Regions from separate parts of the Ovis aries genome. Here region 2 is linked to region 1. Evidence: chromatin contacts called from public Hi-C data. All regions are on one chromosome and are shown on one strand. Each heading gives the region's core, a stretch centred on a gene start, on an enhancer-like site or on the middle of the called end of the contact. The rest is flanking DNA. Distances are from core to core; before and after follow the strand shown. Region 1 has its middle 23 kb from the start of EMC8. Region 2 has its middle 110 kb from the start of IRF8.

Evidence for each region. A called contact is a pair of places that touch in the nucleus more often than the background predicts.
Region 2: a contact with region 1 is called in a Hi-C map of liver, with 2.7 times the contacts expected there. The contact joins two enhancer-like sites. A contact is called at or near these places in 2 of 16 Hi-C or Micro-C datasets (blood and liver).

Annotation. Positions count from the first base shown.
Region 1 is chr14:11,327,801-11,332,404 of ARS-UI_Ramb_v3.0, reverse strand. No RefSeq gene overlaps it. Among named protein-coding and RNA genes, the nearest start is that of EMC8, 23 kb to the right of the region's middle. Within about 2 kb of position 1,889, at least 2 of the 54 cell types and tissues checked have an H3K27ac peak or open chromatin away from gene starts, as enhancers often do. A contact at or near this core is called in liver, where this site is marked.
Region 2 is chr14:11,465,894-11,470,497 of ARS-UI_Ramb_v3.0, reverse strand. No RefSeq gene overlaps it. Among named protein-coding and RNA genes, the nearest start is that of IRF8, 110 kb to the right of the region's middle. Within about 2 kb of position 1,992, at least 9 of the 54 cell types and tissues checked have an H3K27ac peak or open chromatin away from gene starts, as enhancers often do. A contact at or near this core is called in liver, where this site is marked.

The sequences.
Region 1 (4,604 bases), core at 640-3,139:
GCTTCCACCCCAGGACCCCAAGCCCTGTCCTGATACCTCTGCCACTGCGGAGGTGGATCTGGAATGCGGACCTCAGGGTGGCTGGGGAGGCCAGGTGGCATTCGTCCCCTTGTCCCATTAATCCTGCTGCTCCGGGGCCTGCCAGCCTCAGAGACGTGGAACAAGTGCAGACTCCAGCTCGCCAGACTCGCTTGGGAAACCAGGAGGCTGCCGTGTGGACCGTCACTGTGACCCTGGTGTGTCGGGGGCTGGAAGGCGCCTGTCGGCGTTACCTGCGTAGCCTCTGCCTCTAGACACATCTGCACGGGAAGCCGGGCCATAAACAGGCAGTGTCTCGGCAGGCTCAGGGCCAGACTGCAGGGGCTGCCTGGAGCAGATGAACTGCAGCCCTGGATAAAAGGTCTGGATCCTCCATCCTGCGGAGGACAGGCACCCACAGCTAGCAGGCCCCAGGATGCTGCTGGGCAGAATTGATCCAGACCGCGCTGGGCACCCCCTGGAAGGACAGTGGCCTCTGGGACCCTCCCTTCTCCAGACACTCACGGCGGTCTGAGTCCCTCTCTCCACTGAGGAAGCTGGTCTTCCTTCTGCTACGCTGACATCCTCCACAGGGCCATTCAGTCTGCATGGGGTGGAGACCACGCCCGCCTGCCTCTCCGCTCAGTCTGGCCTGGCCCCGTGTTTGTGCTGTCGTCTGTGGACATGGGGAAGGTGGCAGATCGCCACCCAGCTCCATGTGCTGGGCTGCAGACACTGAGGTGTGAGGCCTGGTCAAGCCCAGGGCTCCTGTGATGGCTCCTGGCACGCGTGGTCACACGGCACGAGGGTTCCAGCTCCGGCTTCACTTTCCTCCCTTGCCAGCTCTCCACACGCAAATGTAATTCCGACGCTCAGGCCGACGGTTTCCATTTCACAAGTAAAGCAGATGAAGTGGGAAAATAAACCGAGTGGAGCGGCTGCTCCACCTGCTCTGTCGGCGAGCACCGTCCATCGGAAGAGCAGCTCTTTCCGACAGGCCCTGAGCTGAGCAGCAGCAGAAGCCAGCCCCGCAGGGCGGACACACTGCACAGGCGGCTCTGGAGGACGGGGGGCCTGGTGGCCCGGCTCAGCCAGGACCTCGGGCTCAGTGCCGGCCTCCCGGGACACTTGCTGAGCGCAGAGGGCCTCACTCGCTCACCGGCCCGGCTCACCGGCTGGCTCGTTGTGACAGGAGCGCAGCCCGCCAGGCACGGAGCTGGGCGCCTCCACGACACAGACAGCACGTGGTTGAGGGAGGGGGAGGAGAGGAGGGGCGAGCTGAGACCCCTGGTCTAGAGCCCACCTGCGAGCAGCCCCCTGGCTCCGTCTCGGACCTCGGGCCGCCCGCTAGACCTCTGTGCCAGAATCTTCCACCCTCCGTCCTGTCCTCCGCCTGTGCGGCTCGGGAATAGGGTGGAGGTCAGCTAATGGGGAGCCCTCTGGGAGCCTGGAGGAGGGGGAAGGGCACTGTTGGGCATCTACCTGCCGGGCACACCCCCACTCCCACCACTGGCCGTGTCCCTTCACCACAGGCCCCTGCTCCTCTCACGGAGGCTGAGTCACAGCACTTTCTCCTTCTGGTTCCAAAAACTTCTCCCCCACCACCCCTTCTGGCCTGGGGTTGGGGCAGCTCCTCCCCTGCTACCAGCCTGGGGCCCCAAACCTCCCCTTAAGGGTCTGCTCACAGCCGCCCAAAGGGCCCCTGCACTCTAATCTGAGGAGGGCTCTGTGCGGGGGACTGGCTAACCCCCGCCTTGTAAACGTGGATAGTCACGTCTGTTTCCAGGGCTGCAGGGAGAATTCAGTTGAGGGTGCCAATAAAAAGCTTGCGTCACCTCGCCCTACAGACCTGGCCACACTGATCCGGCTGGGTCAGCAGTAACTTGCGGCACCAAATGTAAGCGGCAGCAACTGGCAGTCAGACCTGGAGTCCGAAAGCAAGGAGGCCTGGGGCCCCGGTGGTCAGGCCACGGGGAGGCCTGTGCTCACTGCGGACTCACTCCTGCAGACGGGCTGTGCTGAGAGCGGTGGTGGCAAGGGCTGGGCGGCCAGGGCGGCAGGGGAGCTGGAAGGGACACGGCCGGCACCTGGAGACAGGAAGCTGTGGGGGACCCGGGAGCTTCCTCGCCAGTTTCTGTGACCCTTGGGGGGGCAAGCACTTGGCTGTAGAGCCCATGGCTCCTGCCAGCAGGACTGAGTGGATGGAAGCTGCAGTGAGGCGGGTTTGGTTCAAAAGGAAGAAGAAATTTCTAGTAACTGGTGCTTTCTAAAATAGAATGCCTCCCACAGGGAACAAGGTTCCTGCAGTGATGTTGGGGGAAGTGGAGACAGATAAAGGGACCGTCAATGGAACTGTCATGTCACGGAACAACGAGGCCATGCTCAGACAGAAGGAGGCGGTCATAGGTCCTGCTGCAGGACAAGCCCTGTTGTAGACGGCTCAGTACAAAAGCGGCTTTCAGAAATGCGTCGGTTGGACGTCCCTTGGGGCACAGTGGGCAAGAATCTGGCTGCCAAAGTGGGGGTCACAGTGCTGATCTCAGGTATGGGAAGAGCCCACATGCCGAGGAGCAACTAAGCTCGAAGGCCACACTCCTGAACCTGTGCGCCTGGAGACTGTGCCCCATGAGACTAGGTCCCGCTATCTCAGCTAGAGAAAACCCACGCAGAGCAACAAAGACCCAGCACAGCCAGCGATAAATACAGAAGGAAAAGAGGTGCATGGGTAATGAGGATGAAGGCAAACATCAATTGTAACAGGGTCTGGCCTTGAATAAACAGGAATCCAGGAATGCACATTGACGTCAGTGGATAAACACGGACAGCTTTCCATTGTGCACTGTCCCACCCCTAAACACAGAACCCCTGAGAAGAACTTAGCATTGTTTCTGTGATTTTCCAGACAAAATGCATAATTTGCATCTCACTGTGAGGAAACATCAGACAAACCCAAATCGAGAGGCATCTGAGAAAAGACTGGACTGTTCAAACATGTCCAGGCCGTGAACGCCAAGGAGACACTCAGAACAGATCCAGGCAGACAACAGGTCATCCCGTGATCCTGAATGGGGTCCCGCTGCGAGAGCAGGCTGGAGCCCTGGGTCCCAGCTGTCAGGAAACCCGGGTGGGGTCTCAGGGCGAAGGGTACACAGGAATGCTCTGAGATACTCTTATGCGCCTGCAAGTCCAAAACCGTTTCAAAATAGAGTAGCAAGAAATGTAAAGGAGGGAAAACAAACAAACCATACAGTGATGGTGCTAACTGCCACCCTCCTGCTCCATGCAAGGTCACAGGAAGGACACGGTGCCCTCTGAGGTAGGTAAGCTCGAGCTGGGCCCAGCCTGGGGGACACAGGGACACACGGAGACACACGATCCACGTCAGCCTGTGAGACATCCACCCACACAACAACCAAGTCTCCTCAGCGAACGAACGGCCAGACAGAGAAGAGAGGAATACGGGAGACTCACAGGCACAGCAGCCTTTCCTGGATCCTAATTCAAGCAAACCGACTTCAGGGAAACGTTCATGAGAGACCTGGAGCGACGTGGCCCCTGCCTGAGCTGTCCGATGATACACGCGAATTACTGCTAAGTTGTCTGCATGGAATCATGTTATGACTGTGATGCTTTAAAAAAAAAAAAAAAAAGTCCTCATCTTTAAGAGCACTTTGACATATCCGTGGATAAAACACGATGATGTCTGGAGTCTTCTCAGACAATTGTGCAAATGTGCATTGATGGATGGATAGACAGAATGCGGGACAGATGTATGAGAGTGTTTATTATTCAGTCTTGGGAAGGAATGAAGTGCTGACACCTGCCACAACTCCAGTGAGTTGTGAAGACATTATGTGCTAAGTGAAAGCCAGACATGAAAGGCCAAACAATTTTATTCCACTTATATGAGGCACCTAGATAGTCAAATTCATAAACACAGAAAGTAGAAAAGAGGTTCCCAGAGCTGGGGGTGGGGGGAACAGTGGGAGTTAGTGTCTAATGGAGACAGAGTTTCTGTTCGGAATGATGGAAAATTTCTGGAGATGGTGGTGGTGATGACTGCGGGAAAATGTGAATGTGCTTCGTGACTCTAAACGGAAAATGGCAAACTTTATTATGTTTATCCTACCACCTTAAAAAAAAAAAATACCAGAGGGGTGACGCACAAGCAGGTAATTGCTAAAACTGGGTGACGAGAACCTGGAGATTGCTTTTATGATTCACTCTCTTTTCATGCATGTTTCAAATGCTTCCACACTGAAATGCATTCTTAAAACCTTATAGACAAAACGATGGTCCAAACACCCAGGGTTGATGAGCACAGCTATGAAAACCACTGCAGCTTGGAAAAATATTCATGAGATTATGTTGGGTCTGGCTCTCCAATTCTGTCTATACTATGTGGGAATCACATGCCAAAACATGAATTAAGGAAAAAAGTCTGGAAGGAAACATACCAAATTTACAACAGCCCGTAGTGTTCTGACGGTTGGATCGTGGGTAGATTTTCTTTTCTTCTTCTAAACTTTCTCTAACAGAGGTACTTGTATAGGTTTTGGAAATAAGTTACGTATCCCCCAGGGCAG
Region 2 (4,604 bases), core at 743-3,242, 140 kb before region 1:
TGCTCTGGCAGGCAGGTTCTTTACCACTGAGCCACCGGGGAAGCCCGTAAGAGCTTCACCTGTCCCGTTCTCACCAGACCCCCGTGCAAACAGGTAAACTGAAGCGGAAGGCGATTAAATCCCACTAGAGACGGTGTCTCAGCTATGAGCAAGATCGGGCTTTGAACCAAGCCAGGGCTTCTGACGGCAGAAACAGGGACCCGCTCTCCCCACCGTCTGCTCCCGGCAGGTGTTAGCCGCCCTGCTGGTTCCCTGCCCTGCCCCAGGATTCTCCTCAACAGGAAGAAGCAGGTCCCAGGACGTGTCCAGTGTGAGTGGACATTCATGCAGCAGCTTCACCCACGCCAGGGCAGGTGTTTGCCCCGAGACGCTGCTCTTGACTTCCTATAAGTGAAGTGTTTGGGGCAAACTGGCTTCCCTAATATTCGAGAGGGCAGAAGAAGAGGACAAAGTGGGACCAGTGCAGAACCTCAGATCTGACGTGTGAGCCTTTATTTGCCCATCTTCACAATGGGCTGACAGGGCTGACAACAGCCATCAGTCCCCAGCCAGGGCACAGCTCGGAGCACTGCTGCCCATCCTCTGAGGAGGTGACGGTCTCAGCCCCCTGCAGGGAGCACTTCTCACGTGCTGCGCGGCCCAAACCTGGTGGGACGGAAGCTGCCACTTTGCCCCCACATCACTAACGTGGACACCAAGGCGCCAAGATGACTGCTAGGTCCCATGGCTAGAAAGTTGAGGGGCTGGCAGATGAGCCCCACAGTGGAGTCCCCAGGACCAAGCTTAGGGCTGCCACTCTGCAGACCTCCCCCGGCAGTGGACACCATTATCCCCACCTGGATCCCCCGGAGCCAGGCCACACGTGGTCCTGTCCCCGCCGCGCCGTGATGCAGGCGAATGGCCCAGAAGGGGTGGCGGTGAGAGCTCAGGGAGCAAGGACTCCGTCCTTTGTCCTGGGCCAGGAGGGGGCAGGTGCCCCGCGGGTGTCTGGGCCAGGCGCCCACATGGCCAGCACGGGCACAGCCCCACTCCGCGTGGGAGGAAGCACGGCGGGGCTGGGCTGGCTCCCGGGTGGCACAGCCAGACACCAGGAAGGAAAGCCGCATGCCCCGCTGCCCTTCCGGCAGGCAGGAAGCCCTGGCCGGGGAGGAGCAGGGCCGCAAGGACAGGCGTCACCCGTGCGTCCCGGAGCTGGGGGCCTCAGCAAGACGCCGTGGAGCAAAGACAGAGGGGCCAGGCCCTAGAGACAGGGGACGACTATTTCATCCACACTTGCACAATTCGTAGCCGGGGGCCTCGGAGCCCAACAGTGCCCACTACCACCGCCACTTGACCCCCCTCCTTCAGGACCATCAGTGCAGCCACAGCCCACTGAGGGCTCTCTGCAAGGTCGCCAGATGGCTTCCCAGCCTCCGGAGGGCCCGGGAGTGAGAGGAAGGGCTCCCTGCTGAGGCCACAGCTGCCCAGGCGGTTCAGGCTGGCACTCGAAGTCATGGAGTGGAATTTTCAGGCGTCGGCCCTGGAACCAGGCTTCCTCCCACCTTGTGCCAATGCTGTGTGACCTCAGGAAAATGACTCCACCTCTCTGGGCTTCAGTTCTGCTCCACTCAATGGGACGAAAACTAGTTCTTATCCCATAGGCTTGACGAGCTTATTAGAACAGAGCCTGGCACCTAGTAAGAGCTCAGTCAGTTCCTTATCTATCACTACTATCTGTCCCCTGGCAGACCGCAGCAGCCCAGGGTCTGTGCTGGGGCCCAGCGGACAGCTCTTCTGACTGTCCTTGGAGAAGAGGGCACCAGGGCAGCCTGAGACCCCGGGGCCTCGAGGAGGGCTGTGGAGCCACTCGCTGGCACACACACCAGCGTGCAAGGCCACGCAGGCCTACACATGCACTCACGCACATGCACAGAGGCACGGTCACACACGCACCCCAGCAGCGGCCTCTCCTCGCCCTCCGTGGGAGCAGGGCAGGGCGGGCAGAGGGCCTGGGGCCCAGGCAGAGCCCTATTGCTCAATGCCAGGACCACGCTGGGTCTCAACCGTCAGGGACCCGCTGTCAGTGCCCAAGGGGCCTTGCAGCCAGGCCTCTGTGGGCCACAGGCTTTTAATACTTTTAGAGAAGTTGGGTTTGTGCCGAGTTCCTCTGCCTCAGATTCTTCCTGGAGCGGGCGTGTTCCCGCCCCACTCAGGTCTCAGCCCAGCGCTGCAGGGGCTGAGGAGTCTCCGAGGCCACCACACTGCCCAGTCACCCTCTTGCCTCCACAGGGGGAGCCGGGCCAGGCCCCTCAGCACCCCCCAGGTCTCAAGCTCAGACCAAGCCCTCCAGAGTCACTGCATTTTCTTCCTGCCCTCCAACCCCAGCTTCTGGTTTTCTTTTCTTTCCTTTTTTTTTTTTTGTCCCCTTTGCATTTTTTTTTTTTTAATGTGAAAGATCCGGGTCTGACCAGCTGTGAACCAAGAGGGACATTCATTTCGCCCTCTGCAAGGAAGACGCCTCCCCCTCTGGTCAGGAAGAGGCAGTGGGGGGCCATTTTCCTCTGTTCTGTCTGCTCAGACAGACATCTGGGCAAAAGTCACTTTTCCAATCTCCCACTTGGTCAGAGTTCAAAGCCAGCTCCCAGCCGGGCTGAGCACGGGACCATTTCCAGCTCAGCGCGGCCAGAACACGGCCTCATGCAGCCGTCTCGGGGGTTGAGGGGTGCTGGGGGCTGGGGGTCGGTCAGCCCCATGGTGCGTGTGGACACCGGCAGCTAGCATCATGATGAGTCTGGCCCTGCTCCGAGGCGGCACTCAGTTACAAAGCAGGAGATTCGGGTTGTAAAGTCACTCATCAGTTCGGCTCCTGTTGCTGCCATAACATATGAGCACAAATTCAGCAGCTAGCGATAGCGCCGACCTGTCCCCCGAGTTCTGGGAGTCGGAGGTCTGGCGTGGGTCTCACTGGGCTGACGCTGAGGCACTGGCTGGGCTTTGCTCCTTCTGGAGGCTCCAGGGGGGAGTCTGGCTCCTGGCCTTCCCCAGCTTCTAGAGGCACTGCTTCCCTCGGCTCAGGGCCCCCTCCTGCACCTTCAAATCCAGCAGCACGGCCGCTGCCAGTCTCTTGACTCTTCTTCTGTCCTCACATCTTTCCATGACTCTGAGCCTCCTGTCTCCCTCCTTGTGGTTACCTGGAGCCACCTGGAGTGTCCAGAAGAATCTCACATCAAGGTCCCTAATCATATCTGCAAAGCCCCTTTTGCCATAGCAGGCAACATATTCTGGGGGTGTGAGGGGAGTCATTATTCTGCCAACCACACTAACTCTGGGCAACTTACTAGATACAACAGTGATGATGAGGTTGATATTGATGATGGTGATGATAAAGATGGTGATATGATAATGAAGATGGTGATGTTGGTGAAGATAGTGATATGATGATAGTGATGGTGATAATGGTGATGATGGAGGTGATGATGGTAACTGCCCCTGTGGAATTGCTGGGAGGATTAAATTGATTCATATTTACAGTTCACACAGAGATTAAGAATTTGCAGCTCAGTCTCCATCTTTCCCAGCAGGAGAGGTCTGTGCACAGAGCTGAGTGGAGGGCTGGGCTGGGGAAGAGGGATTGAACCCAAAAGAGGGCTGGGGGTGCAGATCTCTAGGACCAGCTTAAGACACCTGAGAGATAAGCTCTAAATTCACGGGTGCACTCAAGCGTGGCCGTCGGAGTCCTTGCTAAGTAACAAATCATGACTGTGTCTATTTTTACCTTATCTTCATCATTCCCAGTGGCGAAAGAGCTGTGACAATTGAGGAAGTGGTGGTAGACCTCTTTTTTTTCTCCTTAATCAAAGTGCAAAGCTTTCCTTTAAGATTCCAGCTTTTCAGAGGGTGTACTGAGCAGCCAGAAGGGCAGGCAGAGGTGTCAGCCGCTCTAGAGGGAATCCTCTGCCATCCCTCATAACTTGAGGCCTGGTCCCCCCGGGGCCGACATCGGAGCGGCCCTGGGAGCCGTGTGTTGTGACATCTCCAGGGTGGGTCAGGCAAGCGCCTCGGCTCAGCGCTGGTTTTGCAGGTTGCCCTTGAAAAGTCTCTCTCAGGGTCCTTTCATAATGTGGCTCGGCACATTCCCACAAACCGTTACAAAGTATTTTAGGCGACACATTTCTATAACTGTAATGCTTTTTAAAACATTTTTTTTTTCAGTTTTGCCCTTTTGCAAAATAACTGTGTTTATAGTGATTCAGAAGCTCTTTCTTCTCAGAATTATTCTTGGCCGGAATGGCTCTAGCATCTGACACGACAGGGAAGCTGACAGCGGGGCACATCTCCTCCACGTCTAGCCAGGGTCCTGCTGTGGAGACTTGGCCCAGAGCAAGCGGACGCCAGCTCCTGGGCCCCAGAATCTTCATGCTGAGTATCCAACAGGGAAACTCACGCGTGCTCTCCTCAGTAACAGGAAAAGCCATCCCCACTGAAAGCAACCAAGGAAACAAGACCTCACGCTGGTGTCTGGCCAACAGGAATCCCAGACGTAGGGCTGGGCCAACCGGTCACCTTCAGCTATACATCTTTGTGGGGAAAAAAAAAAAGTGAACATCTTCCACACACAAAATCTG